Regions from separate parts of the Arachis hypogaea genome. Here region 1 is linked to region 2. The links are chromatin contacts, called in public Hi-C maps. All regions are on one chromosome and are shown on one strand. The core of a region is the stretch at or near the end of the contact, and the rest is flanking DNA. Distances in the headings are between cores, read along the strand shown. Region 1 holds the start of LOC112766080. Region 2 holds the start of LOC112764281 (zinc finger protein CONSTANS-LIKE 9).

What was found. A called contact is a pair of places that touch in the nucleus more often than the background predicts.
Region 1: a contact with region 2 is called in a Hi-C map of leaf, with 4 times the contacts expected there. The contact joins the promoter of LOC112766080 here to the promoter of LOC112764281 in region 2. A contact is called at or near these places in 3 of 8 Hi-C or Micro-C datasets (leaf and an unstated tissue).

Annotation. Positions count from the first base shown.
Region 1 is chr17:30,542,188-30,549,248 of arahy.Tifrunner.gnm2.J5K5, forward strand. It overlaps LOC112766080, which reads right to left and starts at 2,017. Exons shown (of 15, transcript XM_072222671.1): 1 at 1,677-2,017; 2 at 958-1,487; 3 at 299-667; 4 at 146-217. The coding sequence starts at 1,917.
Region 2 is chr17:30,350,026-30,356,363 of arahy.Tifrunner.gnm2.J5K5, forward strand. It overlaps LOC112764281 (zinc finger protein CONSTANS-LIKE 9), which reads right to left and starts at 4,945. Exons shown (of 6, transcript XM_029294465.2): 1 at 4,752-4,945; 2 at 2,978-3,706; 3 at 2,117-2,353; 4 at 1,009-1,319; 5 at 254-385; 6 at 1-97. The coding sequence starts at 3,547. The coding sequence ends at 256.

The DNA of each region.
Region 1 (7,061 bases), core at 767-3,266, 190 kb after region 2:
TTATTTTATATGATAACCAAATAAGAGGAAATTTAGAAGTGTTATAAATTTTGGAAAGACAACATCCACAAGTATTCAGATGATATCACTTTCAAATTCTACAGATGTTTTATGAAACTAAATTGCATGAAAGTAAGGGACATACCATTCTCAAATTGAGCTTATCAATTGAAGGAGAAAGCAACAGGTTTGTAGCACATGAGAAATTTTTTACAATCTGCAAGGCAACTAAAATATTAAGATTTAAGAGGCAATAGACTCAACTGATTTAACCCTTGAAATAAAACAGTGATCATACATCAGCCCATGTTTTCCTTGTTTGATTGTCCAGCTTCCCTTTTTCACTTCTCATAACACCTGTTTGCTGCAAAACCAATTGTTGGTCACTCTTCCAACCATTATGGAGCTGTGGACTTGCGTCAATCCTCCCTGATTCATCCATGATCTTTCGACCTCTTGGCATCTCAAAACTTTTTCTTTTCTTCTGAGCAGAAATCCGGGCACTAAAATCATCTCCATCTAAGTTGCCCTCATGAGACAACTCTTGCATATTACCATGGCACAATTGTAATCCTCTCAGGCGCTCTTTCAGGGAATTCATCGACGGAGTTGACACTTCTCGGATACAGTTGGTCGCATCTATAACTCCCTTAGCAGGACTCTTATCCTGTTTCCTTTCCAATACACACTATAAGTCACTCAAAAACCAATATCAGTATAAATTGCAAATCAACAAGCTCTAATGAGGGAGATGCTATTGCCATTTTGCTCAAAAGGTTCTGGAAAAAAAGGAGGGTAAGTTTTTCAGTTTAAGAAAACATGTTCTAGCTTTAGGAAAATTGTTCCTAAACTAAGAATTAAGATACATCTTCCTTTCCCTCTCCTTTCCTTCCAAAACAGCCAAACCCTCCACCAATTCTAAATCTACATCAACTACTAACACAAGATGCTCCTTACATTGATCAAAGAATCAGCAGTTCTAATCGAAGCATCAGCACCAATACCAATACCAGCACTATTGTCATCATCACCTTTGCTGTATACAAAGTCTTCTTCTGTTGATAAACCATAAGCGCTCCTGTTTGATATCTCCAAGAAAGAACAGGCATCCTTGCTTCCTTCAGCTGAAATTGCACCTAACGAAGGAGACATTCTGTCATAATCATACCTAAATGGATAATCTTTATCCTCCACCACAGTCATGTCGTTTGAATCTCTAGCTCCACTCGCTGAATCGCCGTCACAAATCTCGTTCCTTGCGTCGCTGAGCGTCATGAAGCTTCCTTCAGTAGTACTAGTAACAGCAGGGATCCAATTCTGGCTTGGCGTTCTGAGATCATCGGAATCTGACCTCGCGAGGCTCCGATAGTGCATCGAGAACGCAGTTGAATCCATGGTGACATCGTCGGAGAAACCGGGATCAGGACCCGACAACCGTCCAGGTTCAATGAAACTAGCCAAAACGGGACCGTGAAAAGCTTCTGCTGCTACAAAATTATCAATAACTGAATAGTTTCATATTACACTACAAATCCTATGGCAGTTACAGGTACAGTTGGACTGCGATTATCACAGTTACGAAAACAAAATTACAAAAAAAATTAAATAAATAAAGAGAGATGCAGTTAAGTAGAGCAGCCACAGAAAATAAAAAAAAAAGGCGAATCGGAACTTGCCATCGTCATCGGTGGAAGCAGTGGCGGTTCTGAGAGGAGAAAGAGGCGAAGCGGTTGGTCTCAGGAAGGGACTAGAAACGACGTTGTTGTGGTCATCGAGCGGAGGAGTTTGTTCGGCGGCGTCGGAGGGGAAGAGATGGATGGAGGTGATCTCGTTGTCGGCGAAGCTGACGCGGCGGGCGGTTTTATTCACCGGCGCGGCGGTTCCGTCTTCCGTTTCGGTGTTGCCGAGGGGCTCCATCGCAATTTGAAATTGAAAACAGTAGTATACTCTATTCCCTCTATTCTATTCTGTCTCGTTCTGATTCAAATATTTCGGATTGGGCTTTTTTTTTTTTTTCTTTGCGCGAAAGATGATATTTGACACACACTTTTATATGAATTTCAAGTAATTGAAATTGCGAGTTTCCTGCGAGGCGTATTGGGCTTTTAGCTTATGCTCTACCCATTCCTCCTCGGCTCGAAACTTGCGCTATGGCTTCGTTTGGTTTCTTGCTAAACATAACGAGGTATTACAAAATATCTCTCTTTTTGTTTTAAAAAATATGTTATTAATAATTTTGTTTTAAAAAATATGTTATTTACAAAGTTGTAATATTTTCTTTTGACATATTAAGAAAAATATTTGGTGCTATTTACAAAGTTATGAGAGTTGAATTAGTTGAAAATTTGTTCAAAGTCTCAAACATTCAATAGTCCAACCTCTATAAAATGAATTTAATTAAAGAGTTTATTTTGATATATATTAATAGTATAAAATATTTTATATCGTTGTCATTTTATTTTACAGAATTAAATATATGTATAAAATTATTTTATATTGACAGTATATTAAAATTAAATTATTAATTAAATATATAACGAAATAAAAGATATTAAGAATCAACATTTTTCAATCAATAAAATAGTCATTAATTGATCATTAAAAAAAATATCTAAAATTAAAAATAATGAAAATATGCAAAACTTAATGAAAAAATTAAAAGTGAAACAAAATATAACTAATTTAGGATATAAAATTTAGAATTTAAAGTTTAAAATATAGAATTTAGGTTTAGAATATAAGAATTAGGGTTTAAGTTTAAAATTTTTGGTGACCAATGATGAGTAGCCGGAGGCAGCTGAAGATGATTATTGATAGCTAGTAGTAGTAGGTAAAATTATAGTGTTGAGAGAAAAAAAAATAGAGTGAAAGAATAATTTTAAAAAAATGTTACTTTTAATTTTGTTTTATTAGACTATTTTACAATCCAATACTTGTTGGTTGAATGTTGTTATTTTTCTAGCATTGTTGATAATAAAATTATTAAAAATATAAGAGTATAAAATTAAAATATATTTTAAAGATTATATTTAAAACTTTATATTGATATTTTAAATATTGTTAACATTTTATTTATATATATTGAACAAAGGTCAACTACAATAATTATATGTATAATAAGATACTGTTTTACTCAAATTTTGTTGATGTTTAAAAGAAACTATGGATATTTCAATATTGCAATGGTAACGTCAATAGAAATTAAAAGAATGAAATTAATAAATAAGCAAAGAAATAGTTAATATTTAAAATAAACGGTGAATATCTCAATATCGCAATTGTAACGTCAATAGAAATTAAAAGGAATAAAATTAGTAAATAAACAAAGAAATATAAGGTGCCAAAGGCAAAGTAAATTGCAAAAATTAAAAGAAATAGAAAATTAAAGAAAGGATGAAGAAGAAAAGCTAAAGGTAAAAGAAAAGAACACGTAAAAGTAGAAAAATTTTATTAATAAAAATTAGAAAGAAGCAAATTATAAGTGTTTGAGTTTAAAAAAATTATTTAAAATTTTCAATTTTTACTCTGTGATGTCAACGGGTTGAGAATATTTTTAAGTATTTTTCAAAAGAACTAACCTCCCTACAATGTTTGCTTAAAACTCTATTTATAAACTAACCTAATGCTTAATTGACAGTTATTTCTATAAAATTTTTACCAGTTTTTTTTTTCTAAACTTGAATTAACTGTTCCCGCTCTAATTTCTTTGACGATCGTTCTGCAATCTACTTTAACATTCTATGTTGATAGCTCCTCCTGCACATAGCATGTCCTATAATTCAGGTCTAATTCAAATTTTGAAAAAAATTGCTCCTTTTAATAGTGTCAATTTGAACCCTCTCCTAATATATTGAAACTGACTTCATAAATTGGCAATAATATCTTATATTTATTTATTTAAAACAATTTTTTTAAATAATAATATTTTTTGTCTAATATAATGTCCTCCAAAATTTCTCACTTAAACATATATCATAATTGATAGTGAGAAAATATTGTAATTTATAATACCAAAAACGCTATATATGTGTTATTATCACCACTTCTTTATTATTTTATTATTATTATTTATTTATTTATTTATTTTATTGACTAAACAAAAAGAATTAGTCCAACATGGATTATAGCATAAAGGGTAAATTGAAAAGACAAAAATTCATAAGAAAAGAAGAAGACACTTTACTAATGGAAAGAATTAACACTAAGAACTTTTTTCTTTTTCTTTAACCTAGCGTCTTTCTAACATCCATTTATATTTCATAGTTTTCCTTATTTTAACTATATTTGAATCATGTCTTTTGAATATAACAGGAACAAGTGAGTTTAGAATGAAGCGGGAACCTCTATAAAGAGGTGGAGTTGGATTCAGATGGGTGGGTGTTAAACGCTGGAACATGGCGTTTGGCACCAAGAAGCACATAATTCGAAAAAATTGTTGCTACCATCCCGGTGTCTAGTGCCAACCTTAGCCATTTAACGCCAGGGGTGGAATTTTTGTGAATTTTACCTCTGGCACCCTGGCGTCTAGCGCTAGCATAGGGCGTTTAGCACCAGGGGTGTTTAAAAAAAAAGGGTGGAGCTAAATGCCAGTGATTCGGCGTTTAGCGCCGAGGGCATATACATGCGTGGGATGGACTCGGGAGGGGTGGCGCTAAACGCGGCCTGCAACCCGCGTTTAGCGCCGAGCACGCTGAAAACCCTCCTCGTTGTATTTGAATTCAAAAGGCACCTAACCCACTTGATTCTCTCCCTCTTCCTCGTTCCTCACACCCTCCTCCACCATCAAAGCACTCCACTTCCCCATAACGTCTCCCACCATCCAATCAAACACCCCACCCCAAGATTCTCTCTCACCAATCTCATCCCTCCCTCTTTCCCATGATTCCCTCCCATTCCCAACCCTCCCCTCCCCCACCAACCCCATCATCCCTTTCAACCTGTAACCCTCTCCCTCTCTTATTTTCTTTTTCTTTCTCCAACTCTTCCCTATAAATACCCCCACCTTTCCCATTCTCTTCCCACAACACCTACACTTCTCTTTCTTCTACTCCTTCATTCTTCTTTCTCTTTCTCTTTCCTTCCTTTCCCACAGCCATCCCCCACTCTTTTCCTTCTTATCTTTTAATTTTTCTCTTCTTCCATTCTCTCCACTACCCCCCACTTCCACCTTTATAAGGGTGGATATTGTTGTTTGTTTGAAAATTTTCGTAAGAAATAAGATTAAAGGCGAGTGAGATTCAGATTTTCAAGGTGTCAAATTAGGTGATTTTAAATGGATGAAAGTTATATGATGATTAAGGTAAGAATTGGGTATTGGTTGCAAAAGGAAAAGGTTTTGAGAAGGGTTATTTTAGGTGTTGTAGAAAAATGTGTTTTTGATAAATTTTGGTCAACTTCAACGGGTTATAATTTGGCACTTGGAACTTAAAATTGTGTGAAATTTGTGTTGAAATAAAATTGGGAATGTCTATTTTATTGTCATTAAAGAACGGAGTTAAAATTAATTTTGTACTAAAAGTTATGATCTTTTGAAAATTAGTGGTTAAGATTGAATCCTGCAGATTTTGCAGCAGGGGTAGTAGAACTGGGTTCTGTACGTACGCATCATTTGCGAACCCTCAAAGAATTGAGACAAATTTTGTGCGTACGCACCATTGTGCAGATTTTTTAAAAATGCTGGTTTTGAACTGTTAAGCCTTTTCGGCAAGTCTGTAACCCTTGTAACCTCCATATGGAGTCTAATAACTATCTTAAAGGCTTTGAATATGATGGGGGTAGATATAATGAATAATCATTTTCCGATAAAACTTGTTAACTGAGATATAAATATTGCAGGATGGTGGTTTGTCCCACCCATGGTGAGGTCGGTGACTTTGTCCCGCTCACGGATTGGTGATGTTGATTGTTTTAATATTGGAAGAGGTTATGATTGAGGATGATGATTATGTTATTGATGATATGATTAGTGATGATTATGATTATGTTTATAATTATGATGATGATTTTGGTTGATGAGGATTATGATGAATGATGGTATTGGCAAAAACGGAGGTTTCGTCCCGCTTGCGTAATTATGAGATATGACTATTGATTGGCAAGGATGCGAGTTTTGTCCCACTTGTGTAACTGATGAGACACTTGCACCTGGCAAGGATGGTGGTTTTATCTCGCTTACGCAGTATTGCAATGAGACACCTGCACTTGGCAAGGATGATGGTTTTGTCCCGCTTGTTCAGTGTTGCGATGTAGATGTGGGGATAGTGATTTTGTCCCATCCACATTCTTTCTGTTCGTAAGTGTGTCCGGACACACAATCCTCAGATTAGCTAGCCTCCAGTGAGAAGGTGACATGGCACTTTTCTCCTAAGACCGGATTGTGATAAGTCCAGGATGTTCCTCCTGGGGATGCACGACAGAGAGAGTATATCCGAGATAGTTATCGGATGTGTCGAGTCTAGCAGTATAACTGACACGTGAGCTCATGGCCAATAGGACAGACATGTATCATGTGCATTTGTTTGCAATTGTTTGGTGTGCATAATTTCTTGGTTTACCTAATTGATAATTTGTTTAACTGCTAATCGCACTACAAGAAAAAAGGCCACGCTTTTTTCTTGCCACGTTTTAAAAGCGTGGCCAAAAATGGTCAATAGCCACGCTTTTATGAGAGTGGCAGTTGATCAGAGATTTTGTTACGTTTTTTTTGCTACGCTTAAAAAGCGTGACAAAAAGAGTCTATGGCCACGCTTTTATGAAGGTGACAATTGATTCGAGATTTAGCCACGCTTTTTTTGTCACACTTCAAAAGAACCCCAGCACTCCGAAGAACATCGCCGGCGTTTGCAATGCCTCCGTTGGCGCTCCCTCTTCCGGCACTCCCACCATCCCTGGTCCCTCTGTCAGCACTCCCTCTTCTCGTTGGTGACTCCCTTTGGCAGTGATTCTGACTGTCCCTCGCAAACCCTCCGTCGAAGCTCCCTCCGCCGCCGCTCCCTTCCGTCGCAATGCCCCCGTCGGCGCTCTCTCTTCGGACACTCCCACCATCTACTTCTACATCCAAC
Region 2 (6,338 bases), core at 3,695-6,194:
TCCTTCAAGGTAAAAGGACACAATCTGCTCCAGAACTAAGATCCTGGTGACATGGCATTGTTACAACCTTCTTCCCCCTTGAAGAAAATTTAGGGCCCTGTGATAAAACCAGACAGCTTGTCATTTTTGTGGAGAGAAAAATTGCATCAATTTTTTCATCCATTTTTTGTTTTTCCAGGAAACAGTTACTGTTTTCTTTTGCAACTATATGAGTCTTTTTTTTCTTTTATAGGATCACGGTTAAAAGCTGTACACTCAGTAACTTCTGGTTTGGCTCATCGGGTCATAGTCATAAATATCACCGGCTTTGACAAACCGGCCCTTCACGCGCCTTCTGACATCAGCCCTAGCCTTACGAGAGGCATACCTTACTCGCTTTTCAAACCTAGAAAGATTACCAAACAAGATGTTACTCACCAATAGAGCTACAAAGCTAATAAGTTTAAACATAAATCAAATTGAACAAATTGGTCAATGGGGATGATAGCTTGGCTTACAAATTTGGCCGATGAATGCTGGGTATTGAAAGGAAAGAAAAGAAAAGAAAAGGGGGGGGGGGGGTTAAGAAAGGTAAAATGCAAGGTAGACGCGTATCAATAATTTGACTGCGTATTCAGCCAAGAAAAGAAAGCTTGGTTTCTAAAGATCAATAAACTGTACTTAGAAGATAATATGATGACAAGGTGTAGAATTTTCCAAAAGAAAAACAAAAAGGAGGAAGCATAAAAGATGACCAAGTTCCAAAAGGTTTTATTAAGAATTGTTTTTGGCCGAGCACAACAACAATGATGAAATTCATCTCAATTCCAACAACTAGGATATCTTTGGTTGCTATTGTTGTTGTAAATTAATGACAGGTAACTAGTGACGTTAAAAATCACATGTCGACACCAGAACAATGCACTGCTAGATGATGGGTCGATTATTTTCACATCAACTATGCCAGCAATATTGCAGCAACACTGTTGGGATTGGTATAAGTAATGACAGTATGAGTAAAAAACTTACTTTCGTGTCTTTTTCTTTTCCTTATAACGCATGACAGCGTTGCTGCGGTTAGCAGATTGCATAGAGCTCTCAGGGCAAGGAGGACACCAGGGAGGTTCTCCCATGAGAAGCATTGAAGAAGCCCCACAGTCTTGATAGTCACCACCACCACCACCACCACCATCTTTAGTTGCACCAGAAAAAGAAATGTTCGATTGGGATTGCCTTCCAGTAAAACAAATAATTGGTTCAGTTTTAGTGCTCATCATTGAATCTGCAGATGCAGCATTGCTGCATGCTGGTTGTGTTGCATTGATTAATCCAGTTGAGCCCTGAAACCATAAGTACAGATATGATAATAAGTATTAGCACAAAGCAATGCAAAACCATTTAACTCGGATAGTATAAAGGAAACTAGCTACTGTCTACTATATAAAATGATTTCCATATTGCAGGCATACAAATACTGAACAGCGAAAATCTCATTTACTCCACTTAAATGCATTCAGCTTATGTGATTCAACAAAATATAAGTAAAAGTTCAAATAAAAGAAATGTGATCCATTCTTCTCCAAAAAAACAAAGGGAACATGCTCAATTTTATGCTACTTCAGAACTTCCAGACAATTGACATCAAAATCAGCACTATGATCATTTAAATTACCAGTTTGGCTATACCCCGGATTAATTATAAATTATATATTGTATGGTTTACAACATTGAGAAAGTGAACATTTGTGCTGAAAAAACCAGCAAGCTTAGCACACTTACCAATTTTAAACCACTGGATATTGCATTACATTGTTTAATTAAATGAGACAAATGCTAATGGTTAACCAAATCAGGTACTTGACCAAGAACTCAAACAAATCAAGATGGTGGAAACACATGGACAAATCCTATTGGGATTGAGTAAAGGCGCTAACTCGAAAAGATAGATACGCATGTGAACAAACAACGTGATTTTAGAACTAAATCACACAAAAATTTCCTGATGAACACAGCCTTGAATTGCATAAAGAAACTGGTCACACAATAAATTTTTAGTTAATATACATGACTAAATAACAGATAGCGATAATAGAATAATCAAGCTCATCAGAAACAAAGGATGACAAGATTTGAGTACCTCAGCAGCAACCGCGCCCTGACAATTGGAGTCCCCAGCACTGGCAGACATTTCCTTTGTCCCAAATAAGCTATCAATTCCACCATTTTCAAAAAGCTCTTCAGAATGACTGAGAGCCACACCAAAAAGTTCCTCATAGTTCTCAAGATCCAGATCCACTTCATCCATGTTGAAATCGTCATATAGATTATCATCATCTTCACAGAGTGCAGGAGTTGTTTTCACAGGACAATATAACTGCAGATTCATCAAGACGGATTAAACAAATGATTTGATGAAAAGCTAAACATTACGTCACTCATTTCAGTAAAGAATTAGTAAAATCCCATTAAATGGCATTCAATTGCATACAAGATACGGAGCAATTTTATGTCCACAACATGTATCATTATGCTAATATATTGATACCCAATTGCCTTGTATCAACATGCAATTATCCAAGTCAGTATGTCACCTATCATCGGAATCCATAGAACAAATTTTGGCATAACAATTTCAACACTCTGTGAAAGAGAACATCTTAGTAAATTTAAATGCATATTTTAATTAGACTCTGGCTACACAACTACTGCAGTAGCCAAATCTAACCAATGTAAATCCCGAAACCATAAGAGCTCACCCTTGGAGTTGAAACTTCTTTTAGCATGTTCAGTCGTTAAAAAGTCCATCACTTAGCATGGTTAGGACTTTCCCTGTAGTTTTACTATTACTGGAGAGCTTCTATAACGGACCGATATAAATCACTAACAAAGTTAGATGCAGAACCAACTCCCAACAAGCTTGAAATTGCATTCATTAACAGTTGTTAACATGTCCATCAAGTTTATAACATTTCAGCGGCAAAAATGTAATAGGCTCTACCTTAGGCACGCATGCATTGGAAGGTCCAGGTGGCTGGTCCATGATACGAGGTTCTGAGCTTGACTCAGGCATTGTAGATGTGCCAACCCAAGATTTATCCTTGCCGGGTAGATTGGTCGCTTGAGCAGAACTAGAAGCATTCTGGTTTTCTGGAGGAACCCAAGCACTCTTTTCACTGTTCTCACTAATGCTCATTAAACCAAGTTCCTGCTCACATGTTTCACCCATAGCAGGTATATCTGAGAAAAAGGACCATATTGAAGAAAATTCTGCAGCTGAAGGGCAGCCAGAATATAAATTGATTGTTTGCCTCTTATGCCCCGAAGTAGACGCAGTGGTACCATGACCGAGCCAGTCACAGTTCTGACAGAGTGAAATTTTCTCCTCAGCACATCTTATAAAAGCAGGTTGTGAGTTACATCTCTCACATACAAGGGTTCTGGAATGGCGCTTAGAAAGGGCATTAGCAGAATGAACATTCCGATCGCACGACAAACATAAGGATGCAGCATCTGAGCGGCAGTATACCAAGGACCTTTGCTCTCCACAAAAGTCACATAAATAACCCATCTCTTAAACTGACTTTTTTACCTTTTAGCTTGCTCCTTGATCTAGAATAACAATTCTCCAATTAGTAATTGTCTACTGAAGCTGCAACATCAACTTAAAAACAAAATCCTTTTCTTATTTTCAGACGTCGAAGCTGATCTCAGTTGTACAACCTACAAGCTGCTAAACAATGCAACGAAGGAGGGAAGTTTTAGTTCAGTTGTGGCCAGAAGACAAATAAGTAAGCATTTCCATGCTAACAGAAATAAACTTGCTAATATACAGAGAAATAAATAACAAAATGGAAATTCCACTACAAATTCAGAATTATGCATAGATGCCATGGATTATGGCTAGTAAATTATGGAAAGTTGCAGCCAATAGCAGACATAAAGACTAAAAGGAAAGTTCAAAGCAATGAATCAAGTATCAGAAAAGGTAAATAATACTTGAAATGGAAACTCCATAGATATTGTCACAGCAGCAAAGAAACTAAACCACTTTCTCAATAAGAATGATAAATTATAAATTTATAATCAACCAAAGTTCTAATACAGTTGAAATATCCTTTTGGAGTTAAGGAACCAAAATTCCGTTTTGATTTCCACCAAAAAAAAAAAGTGAATTTCCTCCATGAAAGAATTCCAGTAGAACTAGAAAATAAACCAAATAAAAGTTAAACTTAGTTTTCCAGAATCCTTAAAAGATATCATCTTCCATGGAATGACTAAAAGTAGCAGATCATTATTAACAATACATAAAGGTCAGAAAGTAAAAACAAAACAGAAAAAAAGGGGGCGGGGGGATATGAAGAAGAATACAGAAACAACAAGAACAACAAATCAAATCAAATCCAATCAAAACACAAATATACCACAAAAAGTAAAAAAGAAAAAAAAAAAGGAAGTACTCTTCACATAAGATTCCCTACTTTTCCTTATCTCAAGCTTCACAGAAAAACATGAACTAAAACACACACAGGGGAATCAGCATGAACTTTTAACAGAGAAGAACAGAAAGGAGAAAGAGATCAGAAAGCAAGAAATTACCATACGGAAAGAAAGACAGAGGACAAGATCGGTAAGGAAAACCAAAAAATAAAAATAAAAAAGGAAAATTTTCTTTTTTGCTTTTTCAGAATAAAATATTAAGAAGCAAAAACTGAAAGCAAAGGAAACCCTAGAGAGGGGTAGAAGCAGGACTATTGAAGAGAACAAACACTGACCCCCTTTTTTCTTTCTTTCTTTCTTGTTCTCTCTCTTCTGCTCTGTGCAGATAGATAGGAGGAATAGGTTAGATTGTAGATTAGATATGGAAGGGAGAGAGAGAAAGAGGGGGGGGGGGGTTAGGTGTAAGATGAGAAATTGAAATTGAGAATAATGCAATGGGGTATGTAGGTATTGTGACATAAGCTAAGCTGATAAAAAGTGCAAAACAAAAGAGTAAAAAACATATAATGCATGTGGGGCCATGTCTTTTTCATAGTGAAAGCAAAAGCTTACTAAGCCTTTTCCCTTTTCTATTTCTTGGTCCCTCCCCATCACCCAAAAACCAAAAAGAAAAAGGGTCAAATATATATATATATATATATATATATATATATATATATATATATTATTTTGATTTCTCATGAAATTGTTGATTAAGAATTAATTTGCTATGAATTAAAATTTTATTTAAAAATTTATTATTAATTAATAAAATATTATATATATAAAATAAAATTTAAATTTTTTTATATTTATTTAAACGAATAAGTAAACTAATCATTTGACTTATCCAAATTGATTAAAAAATTAAATATAAAAAATATTATATAAGTAAATTATTTTTATAACTATATTTTAGCAAAATCTTTTTTAATTAATTTTATTGTGTTAATAAATTATTAAACCCACTTAATTAATTTGATTACAAGCATCACCAAAATATATATATTCATTTTATTCTACCATGTTTTACTATTATAATATATAAAAGAAAAGTGCTGCAATATTTTATAATGTTATTGTTACTATTAGTATATTTATTCATTTTTTAATTGAATTTTTTAATATATTAACTAGGATGTTGTTGAGCTATTATTTGAGTTGAGCAGATCTAGCGTTTATTTTTTGTCCCAAAAGCATCCAAGACTTTTTGATATTGAATAACATGACTTTTTCCCCTCTGCACCCTTTCTCTCTCCTTGCACTTTTTCTTATCTGTGTCCGTGTGAATGTTGTTGTTGGGATTGTTTATTGTGTTTAAATAATAAAAAAAATTATAAATAATAAAAGGGTGTACTGTTAATGGTCATAGGAAGGTTGAACCTCTTTTTTCCCCCCCAAAAAGTGCATCACATGATGGGTGAGGTGGACAAATAGGGATTTATTTAGTGAACTTTTTCACAATCTGGTTTTCCATTTTCGGTTGGCTTTTTCACGCTTCGGTCTTAGGTGTTCCATTTTATGGGCTTCTTGTCAGTTTCGTGTCCTCACCGCAATCACTTGTTACTTAGTTTACGGAAAATAGTATTTCAAATAAATTTTTGAAAATTTTTTAGTCAGATATTTTAATTTAAAATATATTTTAATTAATTTTTATATTAAATTATTTATTTACATAAAAATAATTTAAAATTTTTAAATTTTTTCATTTCAATAATAAAAATTAATTTATCTAATTTTATTAAATAATATAAAAAATTAATATATCTAATAAAATAAAATATACGGACTAATTTAATCATTAAAATTTATTAAAAATTAAATTATTTGACTAAAAATTCTTTAAAAATTTATTTGAGATATTATTTTGCTTTTAACTTGTA